Regions from separate parts of the Sus scrofa genome. Here all the other regions are linked to region 3. The links are chromatin contacts, called in public Hi-C maps. All regions are on one chromosome and are shown on one strand. The core of a region is the stretch at or near the end of the contact, and the rest is flanking DNA. Distances in the headings are between cores, read along the strand shown. Region 1 has its middle 270 kb from the start of KCNJ2. Region 2 has its middle 340 kb from the start of KCNJ2. Region 3 has its middle 120 kb from the start of KCNJ2.

Region 1 (2,700 bases), core at 176-2,675, 150 kb before region 3:
ATCTTCTTTATCCATTCATCTGTCCATGGGCACTTAGGTTGCTTCCATGTCTAGGCTATTATAAATAGTGTTTCTATGAACATTGGGGTGCACTTATCTTTTCAAATTATCTTTTCTCCAGATCTATCCCCAGGAATGGGATTGCTGGATCATATGGCAACTCTATTTTTAGTTTTTTAAGGAACCTCCATGCTGTTTTCCATAGCAGCTGTACCGGTTCACCAGAGAATTTTTTTTTTTTAAATCTTCTCAACCCCCAAAGTCACACACACACCAAAAACACTCTGAAATAGAGGAGGAAAAGTTTGCTTACCTGTAGTTTAGGATTTCAAACCTTGGCCCTATTTACATTTTTGACCAGATACTTTGATTCCTTGATGGGGGCTTGGAGTCAGGCATTGGCAGTGCTGAGCCATGCAGGATATTTATCAGCATACCTGACCTCTACCCACTAGATGTCAGTAGCAACCCCCCTCCAGCCATACAGATGCAAACACTCTCCAGACCTTGCAAATGTCCCCTGAGGGCCAAAATCACCTCTCTGGAGATTCGTTTGTGTAGAGGGTGCTGATATATGTAGTACTTCTTATGCTTCTGTTAGCGTAACAGTCAGCTTGCTGTTGGCCTGCAGTTTAAACCACTTTTGCATTAACATTCTTATGGATTAACATTATACATTGACATTCTTTGCCTATTTCACATATTGATGTTATGCTCCTAAATATATGTCAATAAGTATTGTGGGATGATAGGCAAAGCGAGGATCGTAGGATTTATTATTTTATTTATTATTTTCTATTATTCTTATTTTTTAAATTACGGCAGGATGCAGTGGACAGATTTACCACCTTTCTTCGAGTTAATTAGGGAACATTTCCAAGGGATGGAAGATTTTTTTTTTTTTCTTTTGAAGCAATAGCATGCAATAAAACCATCATAGATTATATGAAATTTTGATTTGTATGTGAACCAGCTCACTTGCTTGAAACACTGAAATCATTAAACCCCTATGGTTCTGCTTGCTCAGTACAGGAGGAGTCAGAGCCAGTTTCCCCTGAATCAGCCCAGTATGTACAAAGGTAACAGAACCAAATGACAGAGCAAATCTGGAGAAACGAGCCAATGAGGGAGCCATCAAAATATTTGGAGTAGAGGAAGCCTTCTTTTAGTTCCCAAAAGCACCTATCAACAGCTTATATTTAGCAAATTATTCAGAACACTGCTCGTGGTTTCATATCAGTACAAATTAGAGATAACCTTTTACTGTAATAAAGAAACAATTCAATTGTCATGCTCCATGAAAGGAACACATGCAACTAAGATAAATTCCCAGTTGCAATTCCTCTAATTCATTTCTATTTCTCCACTGATTCTCCAAGCCCAGATCATTTTACCCTGACGGGGAGTGCTTCTGGAAAATTTTTACTCTTATACTTCATAAATAAGGTCTTCCGAGATGCCACACTGGAAAGGTCACCTATGGTTTACCAACTGAATGAGCAGAGTGGCAGAGAAAAGTCCTTTACCCTTTTACTCAGAAGACCACGTATGTTTGCCCTCAGCTCTTTGTAAATAAGAATTGATTCATTTTACAACCCCTGCTGTTGCCATAGTAGCCAACTTGATGTACCTGGAGAGAAGAAGGTGTCTACCCCATTGATTTAATGGAGTAGCCTTCTTAATAAGTTATTTTCAGTTTAAGTCCTCATTACCTTCTTCACTTGCCATTTGGGAAAGAGTTAAACTTTCTAATTATTTTTTTAAATTCCTGAGAATATTCTATTTATAAAAATAATTTTAAGAGCATTTCAAATTTTTTTTTATTATTTTTTTAATAGTTATTTCCCCAATACCATTTTTTTTCTACTGTATGGCATGGTGACCCAGTTACACACACATTCTATTCTCGCACATTATCATGCTCCATCCTAAGTGACTAGACATAGTTCCCAGTGCTACACAGCAGGATCTCATTACTAATCCATTCCAAAGGCAATAGTTTGTATCTATTAATCCCAAGCTCCCCAACCACCCTGCTCCCTCCCCCTCCCCCTTGGCAACCACAAGTCTATTCTGCAAGTCCATGATTTTCTTTTTTGTGGAAAGGTTCATTTGTGCCTTATATTAGATTCCAGATATAAGTGATATCATATAGTATTTGTCTTTCTCTTTCTGACTTACTTCACTTAGTATGAGAGTCTCTAGTTCCATCCATGTTGCTGCAAATGGCATTATGTCATTCTTTTTTATGACTGAGTAGTATTCCATTGTTTATATATACCACATCTTCCTAATCCAATCGTCTGTTAATGGACATTTGGGTTGTTTCCATGTCTTGGCTATTGTAAATAGAGCTGCAATGAACATGCGGGTGCATGTGTCTTTTTTAAGGAAAGTTTTGTCCAGATATATGCCCAGGAGTGGGATTGCTAGGTCATATGGTAGTTGTATGTATAGATTTCCAAGATATCTCCTTACTGATCTCCATAGTGGTTGTACCAGCTTACATTCCCACCAACAGTTCAGGAAGGTTCCCTTTTCTCCACACTCCCTCCAGCATTACCTCCAGGCACACACACACACACAATTGAGTTCAGTAGCCTATTTTCCTTGTTCAGTACTTTTTATAGGTTATACCATTGTTCAGTATTAAATTCACAGATTAAAGGACAAAAGGTATGCATTAATAGATCTCTTAAT
Region 2 (3,026 bases), core at 185-2,684, 220 kb before region 3:
ATGTATAACTGAATCACTTGGCCGTACCCATGAAATTATACAATACTGTAAATCGACCATACTCCAATATAAAATAAAAATTAAATTAAAACAAACCCTGAGAGTTCCCATTGTGGCTCAGTGATTAACGAACCCGACTAGCATCCATGAGGATGAGGGTTCGATCCCTGGCCTCGCTCAGTGGGTTAAGGACCTGGCGTTGCCATGAGCTGTGGTGCAGGTCACAGACGTGGCTCAGACCCCCAGTTGCTGTGGCTGTGGTGTAGGCCAGTGGCTACAGCTCCCATTCGACCCTAGCCTGGGAACCTCATATGCCGCTGGTGCAGCCCTAAAAGACAAAAAGACAAACAACAACAACGACAACAAAACACCCTGGAAAATGACAGGGCTTTCAACTCACATTTGGCAGTTATTTTAGAATATTAGGGCATTTCTATCAAGATTGAAGTAACTAATTCACAGGAGCTTTCCCTGTATAATGACCATCGAAATGAATACCACACTGGAGATTTACATAATGTAAATTTTCTTATGAAAAATTCTTAAAATACCTTAATGCTGCTCTGAATCTGAATGTGGTCCCATCCGACAATATTCAAAAAAAATAAATCAGGAATGTGGTGTGGTTTGTCAGAACCTTTTTTTTTTTTTCAGAGAAATCCAGGCACAAATTATAAGGCTTTTCAGATTTCTCATTATTGAATTCATTCATAAATATGTATTAAGCATAGACTATTTGCATTGTATGGAACTACATAGCTTCATATAAAAAAACACACCCGCAAAGCATATTTTTGTCACATAGGTGGTGGTTTTCTTGAATAGATCCCTTATGCGTGAAGACTGGATATAAGGATTTTAATATATTTTGCAAACGAGAAATGTAATAGCCAATATCTTATCTTTTCAGTAATATACCTCTCGGTTATATATAATGCATACATATTAGGGTTCTGATAAAATCATATATGCATATATATGTATGATATATATGTAGGACTTCATAGATACATATATCATATACATAGATATATATAATCTTAATAAGGAAATTTAATTCAGTGGAATCTAGGTCCTTAAAATCTGTTGCTGAAAGTACATCTAATCGTCTTTAAAGTGCAGTTTATTCCTGGACTCCCGTTCTTTGTTTGTGTCAGCCATAACTATTTGCACTTGACATAATTTAATGACAGTTTCCCACGATAATGACCAGGCTCTTTTTCTGTCTCCCAGACACACCAAAGAGGGAAAGAGTCAAGTTGGTTAGATCCTGGCCAGGCATCATGCAATATCTTACTGTATCATCACCCTTTTCATGTCATTGTGTGGTTTCATTTCTTTTAGAAATTCCCCTTCAAATCACAAAAGGCTGTTCCATAGGGACAGACAATGAGGTCCTACTATGCAGCACAGGGAGCTCTAGGCAACCTCTGGGACAAACCACAATGGAAAGGAATGTGAAAAAGACCGTACATATGTGTATGGCCACGTCGCGCTGCTGTACTGCAGAGATTCAGCAAGCACCACATTGCAAATCAACCCCACTTCCATTTAAAAAGAAAAAGAAGAAGATTGAGAAGCCGCAGGACTTCAGAGCCGCCTCATGTGAAGTCAGAATTTTAGGAATCTCTCAAGTGTTCTCATGACAGAAGCCGAGGGAAAAGATCCTGGAGAGTGGCAGAGAAAAACGGGGGGAGAAAGTGGACTTCCCAGCAACCTGCTAAATGAATGGAGTGTTTTCCTTTCTTGTCTGAGGACTAACCTAACACTTTAACTAAGGCTTAAGGCATCCTGGATATGGTTCTGTCAAGTGATCCTTGGGACCCCGATTATTCCTGTCCTTCGCGTTCTGTGGTTTCCTCATTGCCAGGTCCTTACTTAAAAGTGGAAAAAAAGAATGTAACCACCAGAGGGCGGAAGATATTGCACTTCGAAGGCCTTACAGGAATATTTCTGCCACGAACTCACTCTCCCTAAGCTAACTTGCAAGGTGGAAATGCACGGCTATGCCAGGAACCTCCTAATGCATTTCTTGCACTTGTCCACGTGGAACCCAAGCCCTTCATTTATCTCTGAGCCTCCATCAGCAGTCTTATTTCTGCTGCTTGCCAGTTAGATTTCATTGCCAAAGAGATGACACCATTTTTTATTTTCCACTTTCATCCTATTAAGCTATTCCTTCTCCCTTGGTTTGGGTCACCTGGGGTTCCAAGAATTAATGAACTACACTTTAGATCTTTAAGCAGCATCCCTCTTTCTGCAGAGCATCCCTCTACCCCCTGAGACATCTCTGCCTGGGAAGAGAGTTCTGAGGGGGGAGGGGCTGCACGTCTATGTGAGCACGTGTTCCAGTTTCCCAGGGTAGTCCCGATTTCCACACAATTCTCAGCTTTGTTCACGGCACCCCCTTCGATACCCAAATTACATAGTCGCCTCCTTTATATCCCTAGGATACACCTTATGTGTGCAAAGGATGCCTCCCTCTGAATTTATAGAAACTATATTCAGAGATTCCATGGTCACCTCTCTTCAGCTCAGAGAATGCCTCCTCCGGTTCTGCATTCACTATAGCTCCGTGCAGTTCTAGGTGCTCTTGGCCAGAGCTTTCCATAATGCCAAAGGGTACCAAGTGTGTGGTGCCCTATACATTGGGGAAAACAAAGGAGACTTCCCTGGTGCCTGGGCGACTCAGGATCTATCCCAAGGGCTAAGAGGTTCAGCATCTCACCACATCTGAAGCCCTATATGGACAACCTACACACCCATGTGCGCAGGACTCAATCCTGGTTCCTGCTCTTCACATTCCGTCTTGCTCCTGAAAGCCCGATTCGTGGTTAAAATATCCTAGGATGCTATTATCGTGATCATGCAGAGACAGCAGGCTATGCAGTGTACCATTTCGCCTCCAGTTCTGAAGGTAAAACTTCCCAACAAGGATCTGCTCAAAGATAGATTTTGGTTGCCTCGGGAAGCCTGGACGTGTCTAAAACTATTTATGTACAACTAAAGTGTTGTCTTCCTTCCCA
Region 3 (2,933 bases), core at 11-2,510:
ATGGCGTTCCCGAACTGGCTCAGTGGTTAACGAATCCAACTAAGAACCATGAGGTTGCTGGTTCGATCCCTGGCCTTGCTCAGTGGGTTAAGGATCCGGCGTTGCTGTGAGCTGTGGTGTAGGCTGAAGACACGGCTCGGATCCCATGTTGCTGTGGCTCTGGCGTAGACTCGGCAGCTACAGGTCTGATCAGACCCCTAGCCTGGGAACCTCCATATGCTGCAGGTGCGGCCCTAGAAAAGGCAAAAAATAAATAAATAAAAACAATCTCTTAAAAATCAGATTTTTTAAAATGTGGTTATGAATGAAAATAAATGCAAAGAATGGGGTATGAATTGTTACTGTTTAGCCTTCTTAGCTGGGAAGGACAACCGTATGGTTTTCAAAGCATAGGCTTGGGAAAAACGGACTTCAATTGTTAGCAGTGTTGTCATTCTATGCCTTGAGTGCCTCATCTGTAAAATGGGTATACAGACTGTGTAGACTGAGAGGAGCCAGGTAACCCACTTTGCATAGTGCTTGGCGCCTATTAAGAACTCAAACTTTAGAAGTAGGCATGAAAATTTGATGGGGAAGAAGGAAAAGAAGAGCAGTTACAGGTGTGAATGCATTCGCGTGCACACCTGCGTGTCCATAAGCCCAGAATGCTTCCAGAACGTCTTTGTCTTTATAATCATCTTAGGTATTTGCTTTCAGAAAATGAGGGTGTTTGTTTATCCATTCTTAAGCCCAGGAAACATAGCACTGGAAAGCTCATTTACAAAGCTGGAACTGAAAACTAAAAACTCAATTTAAGTACATGTCTCACTTTTTCCCAGCAAGGTACTGAAGTAGTGGATAAAGCCATATCAGAGTTTTCAAATCTCAAAGACGTCAAATCAAAGCCATAGGTCAATAAACTATTGCTGTCCTATGCCTCCAGTTTTTGTCCTAATAGGCTGCTCAGGCTCCTTTGAGTCTTTTTCCTTCAGGATTCCATTGTACATTTGTTTGGCGTCTGTTGCCTTTATTGCTCTCTCACATTTGAGAACTCTAAACATATTCTTTTAAAAGACCAAGCTTTCTCCTTCTAAACCACCACCTCCCCACATCCATTTTAAAAGCCCAAGAAAAAAAAACTTGGCACTAGAGCAGGTGGACACCGAAGGGTACCTCTCTGCCATATCCGTTGTCACCACTACCACCAGTTAAGCCCCAGGTCCTTTGGTATTACCAGATGCACTGCTGGAGGGAAAAGGTTGGGGAAGTGCTGACAGAGAGGTGGGAGAAACTTAACCTGCTGGCAAACAGTGGAGAGACATGAAAATAGAACCGAGCAGATATATCCAGTTCCCCGCCACCTCTCCTCAAAGGACCTCACTCAAGTCAATATCACCTTGGCTCCCATGACAACCACTGACAAAGATAAATAGATGTCAGATACCCTCTTGCTCCCCAGACCTCTCAGGGTTGGTAGGGAACACAAAGGCAAAATTCAGTTTGAGTGAACACACTGCATGACCACTGCATGAAAAAGCCATAGAAAGTAGGCTTGCCAGCCCACGCTGTTAATCTTGCCTCTGCAGGGTTGTCAGCACCCTCTTTAAAAAAGTAGGTGGGCAAAATTAAGAAAGCAGTTTCGGATGGCATTTTCACACCCTGTGAAACACACGTTCTATTTCCAAGCAGACGTGACCCCAGGGTTACAGGATTTGGGGGGATGCATGCCAAAAGAAAGCCTTCTGACCACAGGAGCATGGTCTACATTTTAAAATTCATGCGTCTCTATAGCAGGTGATTCAGGGACTTTCTTTGAAGAGACAATGAGACAAACACCTGTAGTGACTTTGAGCCACAATGTCAAGTCCTGAAAAGTCCACGCTTGCCTCTGCAACCTCAAGCTCTCAAATAAATTCCCTCGCCTGACTCACAGGCTCAACAATGGATTCCCTCTATTTGACAGGGGGATTGTATGCCAGGGGGAAGAAAATGACCCTTGTTTTTGGAATCCCTTTTGCCTTTATGAAGTTTAATGACACTGAAATTTTCTTCAAAACATTATTCTACCTAGGACAAAATCCCAAATTATACATATGTGTAAGCTGCATTCCACGTACTGCAGTACTTAACAGCTAAACTCTAAAATCCAATAATCTTTCTCTGCTTCTAGGTTGGTCATAACAGCCAGGGCTTTGCTGAAGTTTAAAGAAAAGTCCTATTTATAACGTTGATCGCATAAGACCAGACGCCCCTTCTATACTTCATATATGTGACTACTTTTCCTCGCTCTCTTGAGTCCATATTGACTGCTTAATTCTGTGCTCCTATGGAACTTATGTACCGTGTCTAGTCTGTGTTCTATGTGGTAAAAGTACTGTCCTGGAAGCCAGAAACTTTACAGAAGGAAGGAAGAGCACACGACTCCTGTGGAAGAACTAGGAGGACACCAGAGAGTTGAAGGTCTAGTGCTCTCTATTTTCTCCATGACTTTGAACGTAAACACCTCTCCCTCAACAAGGAAGTAAGCCTGAAGGGGGTATCTTTATTTTCATGGTATGTAGAGCTAGAAGTAAAAAAGAGCCTCTAAGCCCCAGCAATTTAACAATTCCTTGAGTTGAGATTCCTTTAGCCAACTGTGTTAAATCACACGTCTTCCAGTCCCCCTCTTTTTGGGGGGTTTTAATTCCGAATCTTAAAATAATATTCAGACTCTCTCCCAGCACAGTGCTCTGATGGCAGAATGTCACATAAAGGGAAGAGATGTGGCCACGACCTTGAAGTAAGTTAGCTGTGCGGTTTGCTGGTATAACGTCAAATCCTAGATCTGCAGCTTCCACGTGGAGCTAGAAGATTTATTTATGTATTAGCTTCACTTTATTTACTTTTTTTTTATTTCCCCAATACATATTTTCTACCATACAGCATGGGGACCTAGTTATACATACATGTATACA

The links. Hi-C and Micro-C count contacts between places; a contact is called where the count stands out from the background.
Region 1: a contact with region 3 is called in a Hi-C map of fetal heart ventricle, with 1.8 times the contacts expected there. The contact joins two enhancer-like sites. A contact is called at or near these places in 1 of 47 Hi-C or Micro-C datasets (fetal heart ventricle) and 1 of 2 datasets of contacts at active chromatin or transcription factors (skeletal muscle).
Region 2: a contact with region 3 is called in a Hi-C map of fetal heart ventricle, with 3 times the contacts expected there. The contact joins two enhancer-like sites. A contact is called at or near these places in 3 of 47 Hi-C or Micro-C datasets (blood, fetal heart ventricle and heart right ventricle) and 1 of 2 datasets of contacts at active chromatin or transcription factors (skeletal muscle).

Annotation. Positions count from the first base shown.
Region 1 is chr12:10,084,621-10,087,320 of Sscrofa11.1, forward strand. No RefSeq gene overlaps it. Among named protein-coding and RNA genes, the nearest start is that of KCNJ2, 270 kb to the right of the region's middle. Within about 2 kb of position 1,426, at least 2 of the 83 cell types and tissues checked have an H3K27ac peak or open chromatin away from gene starts, as enhancers often do.
Region 2 is chr12:10,019,232-10,022,257 of Sscrofa11.1, forward strand. No RefSeq gene overlaps it. Among named protein-coding and RNA genes, the nearest start is that of KCNJ2, 340 kb to the right of the region's middle. Within about 2 kb of position 1,435, at least 3 of the 83 cell types and tissues checked have an H3K27ac peak or open chromatin away from gene starts, as enhancers often do.
Region 3 is chr12:10,234,656-10,237,588 of Sscrofa11.1, forward strand. No RefSeq gene overlaps it. Among named protein-coding and RNA genes, the nearest start is that of KCNJ2, 120 kb to the right of the region's middle. Within about 2 kb of position 1,261, at least 3 of the 83 cell types and tissues checked have an H3K27ac peak or open chromatin away from gene starts, as enhancers often do.